Regions from separate parts of the Mus musculus genome. Here regions 2 and 3 are each linked to region 1. The links are chromatin contacts, called in public HiChIP or PLAC-seq maps. All regions are on one chromosome and are shown on one strand. The core of a region is the stretch at or near the end of the contact, and the rest is flanking DNA. Distances in the headings are between cores, read along the strand shown. Region 1 has its middle 21 kb from the start of Gm36169. Region 2 has its middle 36 kb from the start of Hunk. Region 3 holds the start of Hunk (hormonally upregulated Neu-associated kinase).

Region 1 (3,727 bases), core at 812-3,311:
CAAGATCAGTGCATGCATTAACTGCTGAACCACCGCTGAACTTGATCTTTGAAGCCCCTGTTTGTCTGTCTGTCTGTCTGTCTGTCTGTCTGCGTCTATTCAGCCTCACCTCCCTCGCGCCCATGAAAGCTGGCTGCATCATGACTGTCACTTCAGAAAACCCCAGCATCATGGAGGCCACATTCGGGAGTCCACCAACCTATCATTTTGACTCTAGAAGTCTGTGGACTCTGATGTCATTCCCCCAAACATGATTGCCTTGTTTGTACGCCCACTCACAGGACATTTTAAAAGACATCAGCAGGGGAAGCTAAGAAACTAGAAGTTTGTTTCCATACTGAGAGGATGAACAAGGAAATGACAAATAACCCAAATGCTGTCTTCTCCCTCACCGGAAACTCTGCCAGCCACCGACTAGAGCATGCCAGAGAGGGATTTCCGTGGGCTTTGCTCTGGAAAAATGGAACATTTGCAATCTTGGCCCAATCACTCCTCTTCTTCTCAGCCTTCTGAGATCAGGGTTTGATTTTGTAGCCCAGGCTGGTCTGAAGCACCCAGTCCTCCTGCCTCAGCCTCCTGAGGGTTGAGAGTTCAAGCCTGTGCCGCACATACCCAGTTAGTTGTGTTTCTTACGTTGACTGGGAGGGTCACACAGCTTTCCTGTCCTGGTTATTTTTCTCATGGTGACCAAATATCTAGCATGAAGCAATTTAAAAGAAGTGATATTTATTTTGGATTATGGTTTAGAGGTGTATAGTACACCAACATGGGGTAGGCATGTGGCAGGAGACTGAGTCCTCAGGTCACACTACATCTACAGTCAGGAAGCACAGTGCGAATGGAGGCCTAAGACCCCTGGGTCCCCTGTGGCCCACTATGTACATTGAGGTAGCACTTTTTTATTATTGTTATCGAAAATACATTCTTCTCTCATACAATACAGCAGGCCTCAGTTTCCCCTCCCTCCACTCCTCCAAGCTCTGTCCACCTCCCCGTTCCCAGATTCACTCCCCTTCCACTTCCCGCTAGAAAAGAGCAGGCCACCAAGATACAACAACCAAACAGGACAAAACAGGATACTATAAGACAAGGCAAAAGCCCTCATACTGAGGGTGGACGAGGTGACCCAACAGGAGGAAAAGAGGCCCAAGAGCAGGCAAAAGAGTCAGAGACACACTCACCTTCTCTGTTAGAATTCCCACAAAACACCAGACTAACCGCTACCTTAACAACACCGTGAGCAATAGGCCAGCCTTGCTACAGACCCGCCGAGGTTTCAGATGTCAGCTGTGGCATCCGACTATAGCACGTACAATACCACCAAGCTCTCTCTCTCTCTCTCTCTCTCTCTCTCTCTCTCTCTCTCTCTCTCTCTCTCTCTCTCTCCCTCTCTCTCTCTCTCTCTCTCTCCAGCCCAGTTTTTGTTTTAGATGATCAGGGACTTGCTATGTAGCTCAGAACAGCTTGGAAGTAATGATCCTCTTGCCTCATCCTTCCAAACACTGGGATTTCAGGGCTACCACCTCTTAGCCTCAAAGTGCAATTTCTGATGAGTGTTTATCTTGTCTACACCTTCGCCGTGCTAAAGAACTGTAAGTGGAACGATCCTAAGTCACGGATTGTCTGTACGGTGTTTTGTGAGGGCAAACATTATATTTTAGTTTCCAGATTAAAACAAGACGGGTCTGATGCATGCTAAAAGTAACTTATGTGTGTGTGATAGAGGGATGGAGAGGGAGAGGGAGAGGGAGAGAGAGAGAGTAAATCAGTCAATAGACTAGTTTTAAACAAAGTACCGTTGACACACGCAACATCATTCTCATTGCTGTCCTTTGTCACACCCTAAGCCCCTATAAGCACTAAATGGATAGAAATTCCTCTTCCATTCAAGGCAGTCACCGATGAAATAAACCATACATCCCTGTCTGGCTTTTCAGGCCTCAAGGAAAGCCCATTCTAAGTGAGAACAAAGGTTCCAGAGGAAGCGGCTTCACATACCACACAGCCCAATGATTGGCAGGCTGGTTATTAGGCCCGGTTAGCCTCATCTGGCCTTTTAAAGCGCAATATGGTACACATACCACGACATATGAACGCAGAACTCTCCGACAGGCCCTCTGCGGGAGACAATGGAGCTGGCAGCCGGCACCAGAGCGGCTGGGAGGGGAAGGCTCGGTTTCTGCTCATTAACATGTTTGACATTTGGTATCCAAAGGGAAGAACTAATAAATAACCCACCAACGATGACACGCTGCCGGGACAGCTTTTATTACCATCCAGTTAATCCCGCGCTCCAGCTCTGCCCTTTCAGGCCATCTGGCGTCCAGTTATTTACTTATTTTTATTTTCCTGGGGCTTGAACTTGGAACACTTGTCCCCTGCTAGTCTCACATCTTGAAGCCAGCTCTGACAATGGCCGGCTGGCTGGAGGTGATTTAACAGTGATGTCTGTAGAAAATGGAAGTGGGCAGAGACTTCAGCAGGTGACCTTGGAATTGGGGTCACGTGCATGGGATCAGATAGTCATCTCAGACGTCGTGTGGTGAAGGAAACCCACCCGTGATCACCTCTTCTCGGAACCAGTATGTATAGTCTCTGTCTCTCGTGGATACAACACACACAGGTCATCAACTCCCCAATAACATGATGTATTCTAGGGACATAAAAGAGAAGACTTTAGGGACCGTGAGAAGGCTCAGCAAATAAAGGCACTTGCTGCCAAGTCTGAAAACCTGAGTTCAATACCTGGGGCCCACGTGGTAGAGGGAGAGAACTGATTCTGAGACATTGTCCTCTGACTCCACACTTACAGCACAGCATGCATGCGCCCACACATATACTTACACATGTATACAAAAATAAGTACGGAATAAATAAGTACATAATAGTCTCTCTCTCTCTCTCTCTCTCTCTCTCTCTCTCTCTCTCTCTCTCTCTCTCTGCAGGCCAGGATAAGCACTCTCTCTTCAGACCAGGAAAGTGAGTAATCTCTCTCCGTCTCTCTCTGTCCCTCTCTGTCTCTTTCTCTGTCTCTCTCTCTTTCTGTCTGTCTCTCTCTCTGTGTCGCTCTCTCTGTCGCTCTCTGTCGCTGTTTCTGTCTCTGTCTCTCTGTCTCTCTCTCTCTTTCTCTCTCTCTGCAGGCCAGGATGAACGCTCTTTCCAAGATCAAAGCATGCTGGTACTTTGATCTTGAACTTCCGGCTTACAGAACTCTGATAAATAAATATCCCTTCTCTAAGTCCCCTGGTCTATGGCATTTTTGTGACATTTGTGACAGCAGCCCAGGATCCTTAGGAGTGCCAGCAACAGTTTCATAGATGCTGACAAGACACACAGAGAGGTGGCTGCTCAGAGCCACGGCAGTGCAGGAGCATCCGTTGTTGTATAGCTGATTTCTAGGATGAGACAAAGGACAAGTGAGAGTTCATTTTAAGAGAGGCACCCTCAGCCTAGGCACCCCGAACCTGTTATGGAGTGCCCCTGTGAGACATCCCCGAGCACTGTCTCCAACCAAGGCCTCCAAGCGTACAGAGGTCAACTCTCCACCAGAGGATGTTACAAAACCTGAACCACGCCTAACTACGGAAGGAGAAATGTCTCAGAGCTGGATCTCTCTGGTTGGTCTGTCTGTCTAGTTCCCTGGAAGACAATCAGTGGTGGCATCTCCTAGATACACACTTGCATCTCAATGGAGAGTTTATAGCTTGCCCTTGCCCAGCCCCCGCCT
Region 2 (3,727 bases), core at 338-2,837, 310 kb before region 1:
TCTGAGTATACTCCACGGGGGCGTGTACTCGCCCTCCATCTGCAGCTTCAAAGACAGGAAATGCCTGATATAATTTTTTCTTTTCCTCCTTTGAAAGAAAAGAATCAGAATAAAATTTCTCCACATAAGGTGGAGGTGTATTGAGACTAGAAGGCCCAGAGGTGGCCTGTTCTGTGTCTCCAGTAACTTTTAATTTTTTCTCTGATTTCTTCACTCGCCTTTCCTCTGGATGGTATCTTTCTTTTTTATAATGAGCTGCCTCATAATGCGACTCCTCTTCCTCAGAGGAGCTAAGCTCATCTGCTTTTAAACTATCAAGCTTTAAAGCCTCTAGTTCCTTTACCGGATAAAGGCTTTTCCTTTTCTGAACTTTCTCCTTTTCCTTTTTCTCTCCCTGAGGACTTATCCTCAAATTTTTCACTTCCTCTGACTCAAGGTCTCTGGAAGGGCTTTTTACTTTGTGCACATTTTCCTTTTTTGGAGCTCCTAACCTTTCACACCATTCCGTTTCTGCCATGCTGTCCTGTGCTTCTTCTAATATTGCCTGCCCTGTTATTATTGCTGGACGGCATCTCTCATCCTCCAGACACGATCTCACCAGTTTCCATAATGGCATGGTCCCTGCCTTTAATTTCCCATTCTGTTGTTCCTTAGCTAAGTCTTCCCTTAATTTCTCCCAAGAGGAAAGAGTTAACGACCCTGAACACGCGTACCAAGGTGATATACGTTCTATTTCCTTAATGAACGTTTCTAAGGTTCTTGTAGAAACTTTTATCTCTCGCTGTTTTAAAACAGAGTGTAGAGCTGTAGTTACAGAATGTGAATTTCCCATACTGCTCCCTTATCTACGAGAGGCTTAAATATGAGACGAGCACTGCGGCTTATATACGTCCGTCTGACTGTGCTTCACAGCATTCAAAACTTTTTCTTTCAGCGCCACTTCTGGTGAGTGCAGGATCAAACCAGGAGAAATAGGGTTAACACAGCCAGCATGAGAACAAAAGGCTTTTAGTGCCACCTTCCAGTTAAGGGGAGGGATTAAGAAGGATCAGAGTTACTTACAAGGATTCAGCATGCTCTCGGAATTCCAAAATCCACCGTGGTTCTGAAATCTGCTCCGGTTGGTCGGAGGGTCTCCTCTAGGTGCCTGCGTTGTTAAGGCGTTTTTTCCCGGGTTTCAGCACCAAGTATCCCGAGCTTATCCCCGTCCCGCGGGAAATAAACACAGGACACACCAGATTCTTCCACGGTTAACTTTTACTTCTATATCATATTGAGGTAGACAAAGAAAGCTCAGAAAGTGTGTGGCTTAAATACTTTTGGTGACGTGTCTAAACTAGGACTGGTAGCAACACCCATGATCCTCATGCACCCTGGGGATAGGTTAAAGCCCCCAGGGGTTGGGCAAAAGCCTCGGAGATGGACTGGTGACTTTGGCTGGCTGTGCTCACGCAGCTGCGCACAATGAGGTTTAGCACCATCTAGTGGCGGCACGTAGATTGCAGCCCTTTACACTTACTGGCTTTCTCTCCATGTCTTACTCAGATTGCTTTCTTATACAATCCATGGCGGTAGCCACCAGCTCTGGGGGCGGCACCGCCCACAGTGGGCCGGGCCCTCCCACACCAATCATTAATCATGAAAATGCCCCCATAGACTTGCCTATAGGCCAATCTGACAGAGGCACTTTCTTTTTTCTTTCTCTTTTTAAGATTTATTAATTTATTTCACATGAATACACAGCAGCTGTCTTGAGACGCACCAGAAGAGGGCATTAGATCCCATTACAGATGGTTGTGAGCCACCTTATGGTTGCTGGGAATTGAACTCAGGACCTCTGAGAGAGCAGACAGCGCTCTTAACCTCTGAGGCACCTCTCCAGTCCTAGAGGCATTTTCTTAAGTGAGGTCTCTCTTCCCAGGTGACTATAGTTTGTGTCAAGCTGACAAAAATTAAGCAACAGAGACAGCACGCCATGCTATGTCAGCAGCTTCATGCATACTGCATTTTCTGCAACCTCCTCATTGCATGGAGGGGTCATGCTGAATCATTGCCCCACCCCCACCCCCAGCTCATGACATTCATTTCACTGTGTTCCCCTTGTTAGTTTACACTTTAGATAAATTGTGGCCATCTTACTGCATGTGAAGTGACATTGCATTATGGTTTTCGTATCTACTGCCTGAATAACAATAATATTGCAATCTTTCTGTGGGCTCTTTGGTTATTCGTGTAGCTCCTTTGGGCAGATGTCTGTTCCGTGCCACACCCATTTGAAAAAATCTGAGTTCTTTGTTGTTTGTGTTTGTGTTGTTGCAGGGCATCTGCCAGTGAAGGCTACCTGGACATGGGTTTGAGCAGACAGAAAGTTGATACGAGCCGCCAGTGACTAACTACACTGGGCGTTTGGGATCCCAGGGTCGCCCTGAGCCTTTCTCAGAGGGACTTTTAAGCCCACAAACCATATTCCGGGTTGACGTACTTCAGTTAACAGAAAGCAGAGGTACAGAAGCCAAAAAGCAAGGTTAGTACTTTTAGGGACTTTCCCCGGCTTTGACAGATTAGATTTTTGTTTTACTTTTGGCAGGTGGTGCTGAGTTTACGGCCAGAATGGCACTTCCATCATGGAGTCAGTTGTGCTAAGGTCTGGGGGCCTACTGGCTATCATGTGCCCTTGATATTAAAGTCACATCAGATGCATTTTCTTTTGTTATGTTGGTGGTCTTGTCTTTTACTTTTTTCACAAGGTTCTTTTACGGACAAACATTCTGACTTTGATCAAGCCACGCTCACCTGTTCTTTCTTTTGAGGTCTGTGCTTTTTGTGTCACATCGAAGAATCTGTTGCCAAATCTAAGGCCATAGATTTAGGCCGCCGATCATTTTGAGTTACTATTTCTGTGGTGTGACGTGAAGGCTGAACTTGGCTCTTTCTTGCGTGTGAAACTGGTTCACCGATTGCCGTCTATTAAAAACATTCTTTTCCTATTGAATGATCTTGACAGTCTTGGAAAATACCAGTCGGCCGCATAGAAATGGATTAGTTTTTGTATTTAAAATTGTATTTCCCTGGCCTCAACGTTTATTTTTATACCCATTGTTTTGGTTATTTTTATTTTGCCACATGCAAATTGGAAGGAATAAGTATTCTGTTATTGCTCAAAAATATAACTTGATTATCTAGACTCTCTAACAATTCTGTATAACTGTGAGGGCTTGGGTCCTCCCGCCCCTAAATACTTCAATAGGGCTTGTGCGTAAATTGCTTCATGCCCAACTCTTCTTTCTTTCTCAGACTATGCTACGACACTCGGTAAGGTTTCTTAGCTGATCTCACAGATGCCAACCCAGAAATCCCTTCCTCAGGAGGCTAAGCAACTGCTCAGCACCCCATTTGTGTTGAGTTTGGAGCCATTAAGCCGTTCAGATACTCAGGGTCGACCCTTTCTCCCAGAGCTGGCTGAGTACATCGTTAAAAGACAGCAGCATGGCTCTGTCGTACATTTGTTCCGGCCCAGAGGCCACACTTCTGAGCACAGTGTCTTAGAGAGCTGGTGAGTCAGTGCTCAACTGAGGAGCTGAAATTGGACCAGCTGGGGTTTGGAGGCTCGGCTGAAAAGCAGGCATGGAACTCAAGCTTAGCTTTCGAGCAACTTTCCCCCTTTCCGGGTGTGGGTGTATTTTTAGTACTTTTGTAGCTAAACATATATGTGTGTATACATATATAT
Region 3 (3,727 bases), core at 464-2,963, 270 kb before region 1:
TCCCCACTTCCTGCCTTTAAAAAATTCAATTACTGAATTAGAAACGTGAAAATGTTTGGATGAGCCCTGCAGAAACTGTAGGAGCTAAGGCGTCCCTCAAGTACAGCAAGAAAGCAGTGGAAAGCTTGTCTTTAACGTAGGAAATCCAGAGCAATGAGACCCCAACCCAAGACAAGACTAGACTCGGTCATAATAGCAAGGGTGGAGACTCACAGCTTATGCGTGGTTCAAACCAACAGATGCCTGAACTTGAAAAACGGTCATTTTGGGGGTTACTTTCTAGATAGGCCAGGAAAGGGATCTTCCCCGCCCCAAGACTGGATGGGTGACAGCTGTGTCCCCTCCCCCACCTCAGAGCATAAATGTGGATCGATGATGTCATAACTGTTTACTGCGGGGTAAACAATGAAATGAACTTTGTTAGGACCGAATCCTCCCTTTGAGCTCAGATGATGTGTGATCAGAGGTTAAATTTGCATTAGACGCGGGCACCTCAACAGGTCGCATTTTGGAAAGCCCTCTCCGCATCCTTTTTGTGTGTGTGTGTCTCTCATTTCGCTTCAGGAATATATTGGGGATCCTGGAGAATAATGGGTAGGTGTCTCAGGCTGTTTATGTTTATTGTTTAGGTGAAATCAGTGCACTCACAGAGCCCGCAGAATAAAAGCATTCAGGAGCAGTGAGGCTCCGGTCCGGTCCGGTCCGGCTCACCCTGCAATACATCATCTCTAAGGAAAGCAGAGAGGGGGCAAACGAACGCGCACAAGCAGCAAACGCCCTGGTTCCTACGCTGCCGCCACTACTGTTAGCTGTGGCGGCTGCTTCTCCACGGACAACAGCAATCGAGTATGTGTGCGAGCCCCGACACATAGCCTGCTAGGTACCCACCCACCCATCTTCCATAGTCCCTACTGTGTGCCAGGTTCTGGGTTGGGTATCCAACTCTGCTACAGTCCAAAGCTTCTCTTTCTCTTTCCCCTGCCTATGGTGGGTGCTGTTGGTGAGGACATTCACTCTCGAAAGGGCCAGAAAGCTCAAGCTCAGAACCTGCGCGATCCGCACCCCGGGAGGCAGCAGGTCTTGGGCAGCCCAGGAGCGCGCGTCTACGCGGCCGCGCGGGGTCCCCCTGTCTGGCGCTCAGGTGGCTTCGCCGCCCACTCCGCCGCTCCCTTCCCCTCCCCTCTCCAGCGAGGGTCGAGTTCGGCTGTTGCGCGCGGGGAAGGAAGGAGGGGCTACGAGGGATTTGAAAGTGCTCAAGCTGCGGAGTGGAGCTCGCTTCTGTCCCCGCCGCCCGCGAGCGGATTAAATTTCTGCAAATTCAAACTGAATGGGGCTTTCTTCTGCTGCCTTCCAGAGGGCGCCTGCAGCCCGCCGCGCGCTCCTCTCCGGCGGGAGCGGCCCCGGGGAGCACCGCTGAGGACCCGGCGGGCCAGAGGGCGGCGGCGCCCGGGCTTGGGGGACTCCGCCACCGGACTGTGCCCCTCTCGGACCAGCAGCCGCTGTTCCCTCTCACAGCCGATCGGGGCACCAGACGGGACCGCGGGCGCGATCTGGGCGATCGATCCTCGGAGGACGAACTTCTCGGGGGCGGGTCCCCGGTCGCCCGGTCGCCAGCTATTGTCTGCGCGCGGCGCTAGCACAGAGGCGCGGGGGGCGTGAGCACAGAGACCCGGGCCGGGCGGGGCCGGGTCCAGGGCGGCGGCAGGAGGAGCCAGGGCAGCCCCGGGAGCCGGAGGAGGAGCGGCTGCGAGCGCGGGAGCCGAGCGAGCGCGATGCCGGCAGCGGCGGGGGACGGGCTCTTGGGCGAGCCGGCGGCACCGGGGGGCGATGGAGGCGCGGAGGACACGACCAGGCCGGCGGCGGCCTGCGAGGGAAGTTTCCTGCCCGCCTGGGTGAGCGGCGTGTCCCGCGAGCGGCTCCGGGACTTCCAGCACCACAAGCGCGTGGGCAACTACCTCATCGGCAGCAGGAAGCTGGGAGAGGGCTCCTTCGCCAAGGTGCGCGAGGGGCTGCACGTGCTGACGGGAGAAAAGGTGAGCTGGGGTGCGCGGGCCTGGCGGGAGGACCCGGGAGCACTGTCCCGCGAGCACTCAGCCTGGCTCTCCAACCCAGTGTGGCTAGACGCACGCTCAGGCTCTCCTAGTGGGCCACCGGGCACCTACTGATGGATGATGGTGGTGATGGGCTCACGTTCGTGGGGTGGGGTACCCGGGCAGATAGATGTACCCGCGAAGCTACCCCGCACCGTCTTTCTGTTTTGTTTTGGAAGGGTGCCGCCTGGCGGACGCCAGGGAAGGGAGGGGAGAGGTGGCGGTGGAGGGTCCTGCGGTAGGGGCATGGATCAGTGCAGAGGCGGGAACTAGATCCAGGCTGGGGTTCAGCTTTGCCTGTGGAATGTGCGGCGGCGGGAGAGCAAGGCAGCCAGTCTGAGGTTGCTTAGAGTTTCATCCCTCCTGGGCTCAGGCGAGGACGTGGAGGGGAGTTGGGGCCCTGTAAGCTCCCCTCTCCCCCCGTGTGGGCTGGGGCAACTGTTGGAGTAACGATCCTGCTTTTGGCAGGTGCAGAACTACACAGGCCCTGGACTCTAGAAGTTTGCAGATACCTTTTCATCTTTCTAGAAGACAGTAAAGGAAAGGGGCCCCTCCCCCACACCCGGAGGGACTCTACTTCGACCTAATTAGAAGTGAGAGAGTGAACTCTTGCCAGGCCGGGTGCGGGCAGATCTCAGGTGTTAACTTAGATTTGTGAAAAGAAACCCAAGAAGCTGACTTACTTTTGAGGCTGGGTGGCCTCAGGCAGGGAATTGCTCTGGGCTGCCAAACTGGTATCTTTGTAGGGACCCAATACTCTAATCACCCAGGCTGGGGGTTGTCCGCGCGGGCGGAGGAGGGGAACTCAGCCGGTCCTAGCAGCAAATAGCCCAAGGGCCAAGCCCTCGGGCCTGCTGCTCTGGGTTTCCTTGCCCAGCCTAGGGGTTTGTGACAGTGATGAACTGTGAGAAGTCTGGTGACAGGCCAGGGCCACCACACTAGTCATTTTCTAGCCTCTGGATACCTTTGATTTCCTCTTGGTTTCTGTTGTCCTGGAAACCCCTACATTTGAGCACTGGGTTCCATCACCCTTTGACTTTATCTTCTTTTTCTGTAGCCATTCCAAGTGGGGTGCCCCTTTATACTGGGTAAGCAGGGTTAGACCGAGCAGTCATTTTCAAGTGTCTCTTGCCCGAATTTCCAAGCAAAAAAAAAAAAAAAAAAAAAAAAAACACCCACAAAAAACAAAAAAACAAAAACAAAAACAAAAAACAAACAAACAAAAAAAACCCAGCATTCAGTATGAACTCACATTAGCTCTTCAAAGGAGAAACTCTTTAGACCCGTCCTAGTTGTTCTCAGTGGAGTAAGGGAATATTTATTTACTTTTTGGTGCGCAGTGGGCTGTCTGCCGGACACACATCAGTGATGCAGACTGATTTCAGGGAGCTCATTTCTGTTCTGGCAGGGAGAGGCGAAGGACTTTGCTCTCAAAATCTAGAGGATTTAGTCTGGCTATGCACATCACCTCTCTAAAGAGATCAGAACTTCTTAGAGCTTTTTGCCATGTTGGGCTGGACCTCAGCTCCTCACTAGGGCAGTTTTGCCCCATGGGATAATACTTTTGTCCTTGGCTGCACTGCCTGGGGTATTCAGGGTTCAGCCCTGATTCAGTTCTGGACTCCTGTGTTAGCTCC

The links. HiChIP or PLAC-seq counts read pairs in DNA pulled down with a chosen protein or histone mark.
Region 2: an H3K4me3 HiChIP or PLAC-seq map of embryonic basal ganglia shows a contact between it and region 1, with 3 times the contacts expected there. The contact joins two enhancer-like sites. A contact is called at or near these places in 2 of 484 Hi-C or Micro-C datasets (embryonic stem cells and induced pluripotent stem cells) and 1 of 115 datasets of contacts at active chromatin or transcription factors (embryonic basal ganglia).
Region 3: a contact with region 1 is called in an H3K4me3 HiChIP or PLAC-seq map of embryonic limb bud, with 5 times the contacts expected there. The contact joins the promoter of Hunk here to the enhancer-like site in region 1. A contact is called at or near these places in 6 of 39 promoter capture datasets (cranial neural crest, embryonic stem cells, frontonasal cranial neural crest and 2 more), 2 of 15 datasets of contacts at CTCF or cohesin (embryonic stem cells and stem cell-derived epiblast-like cells), 28 of 484 Hi-C or Micro-C datasets (CD8 T cells, the HL-1 cell line, bone marrow-derived macrophages and 3 more), 23 of 115 datasets of contacts at active chromatin or transcription factors (bone marrow-derived macrophages, craniofacial prominence, embryonic basal ganglia and 11 more) and 2 of 9 other capture datasets (liver and pancreatic islet).

Annotation. Positions count from the first base shown.
Region 1 is chr16:90,654,625-90,658,351 of GRCm38.p6, forward strand. No RefSeq gene overlaps it. Among named protein-coding and RNA genes, the nearest start is that of Gm36169, 21 kb to the right of the region's middle. Within about 2 kb of position 2,062, at least 41 of the 459 cell types and tissues checked have an H3K27ac peak or open chromatin away from gene starts, as enhancers often do. A contact at or near this core is called in craniofacial prominence, embryonic basal ganglia, embryonic forebrain and 2 more, where this site is marked.
Region 2 is chr16:90,348,359-90,352,085 of GRCm38.p6, forward strand. No RefSeq gene overlaps it. Among named protein-coding and RNA genes, the nearest start is that of Hunk, 36 kb to the right of the region's middle. Within about 2 kb of position 1,588, at least 76 of the 459 cell types and tissues checked have an H3K27ac peak or open chromatin away from gene starts, as enhancers often do. A contact at or near this core is called in embryonic basal ganglia, where this site is marked.
Region 3 is chr16:90,384,684-90,388,410 of GRCm38.p6, forward strand. It overlaps Hunk (hormonally upregulated Neu-associated kinase), which reads left to right and starts at 1,714. Exons shown (of 11, transcript NM_015755.2): 1 at 1,714-2,033. The coding sequence starts at 1,773.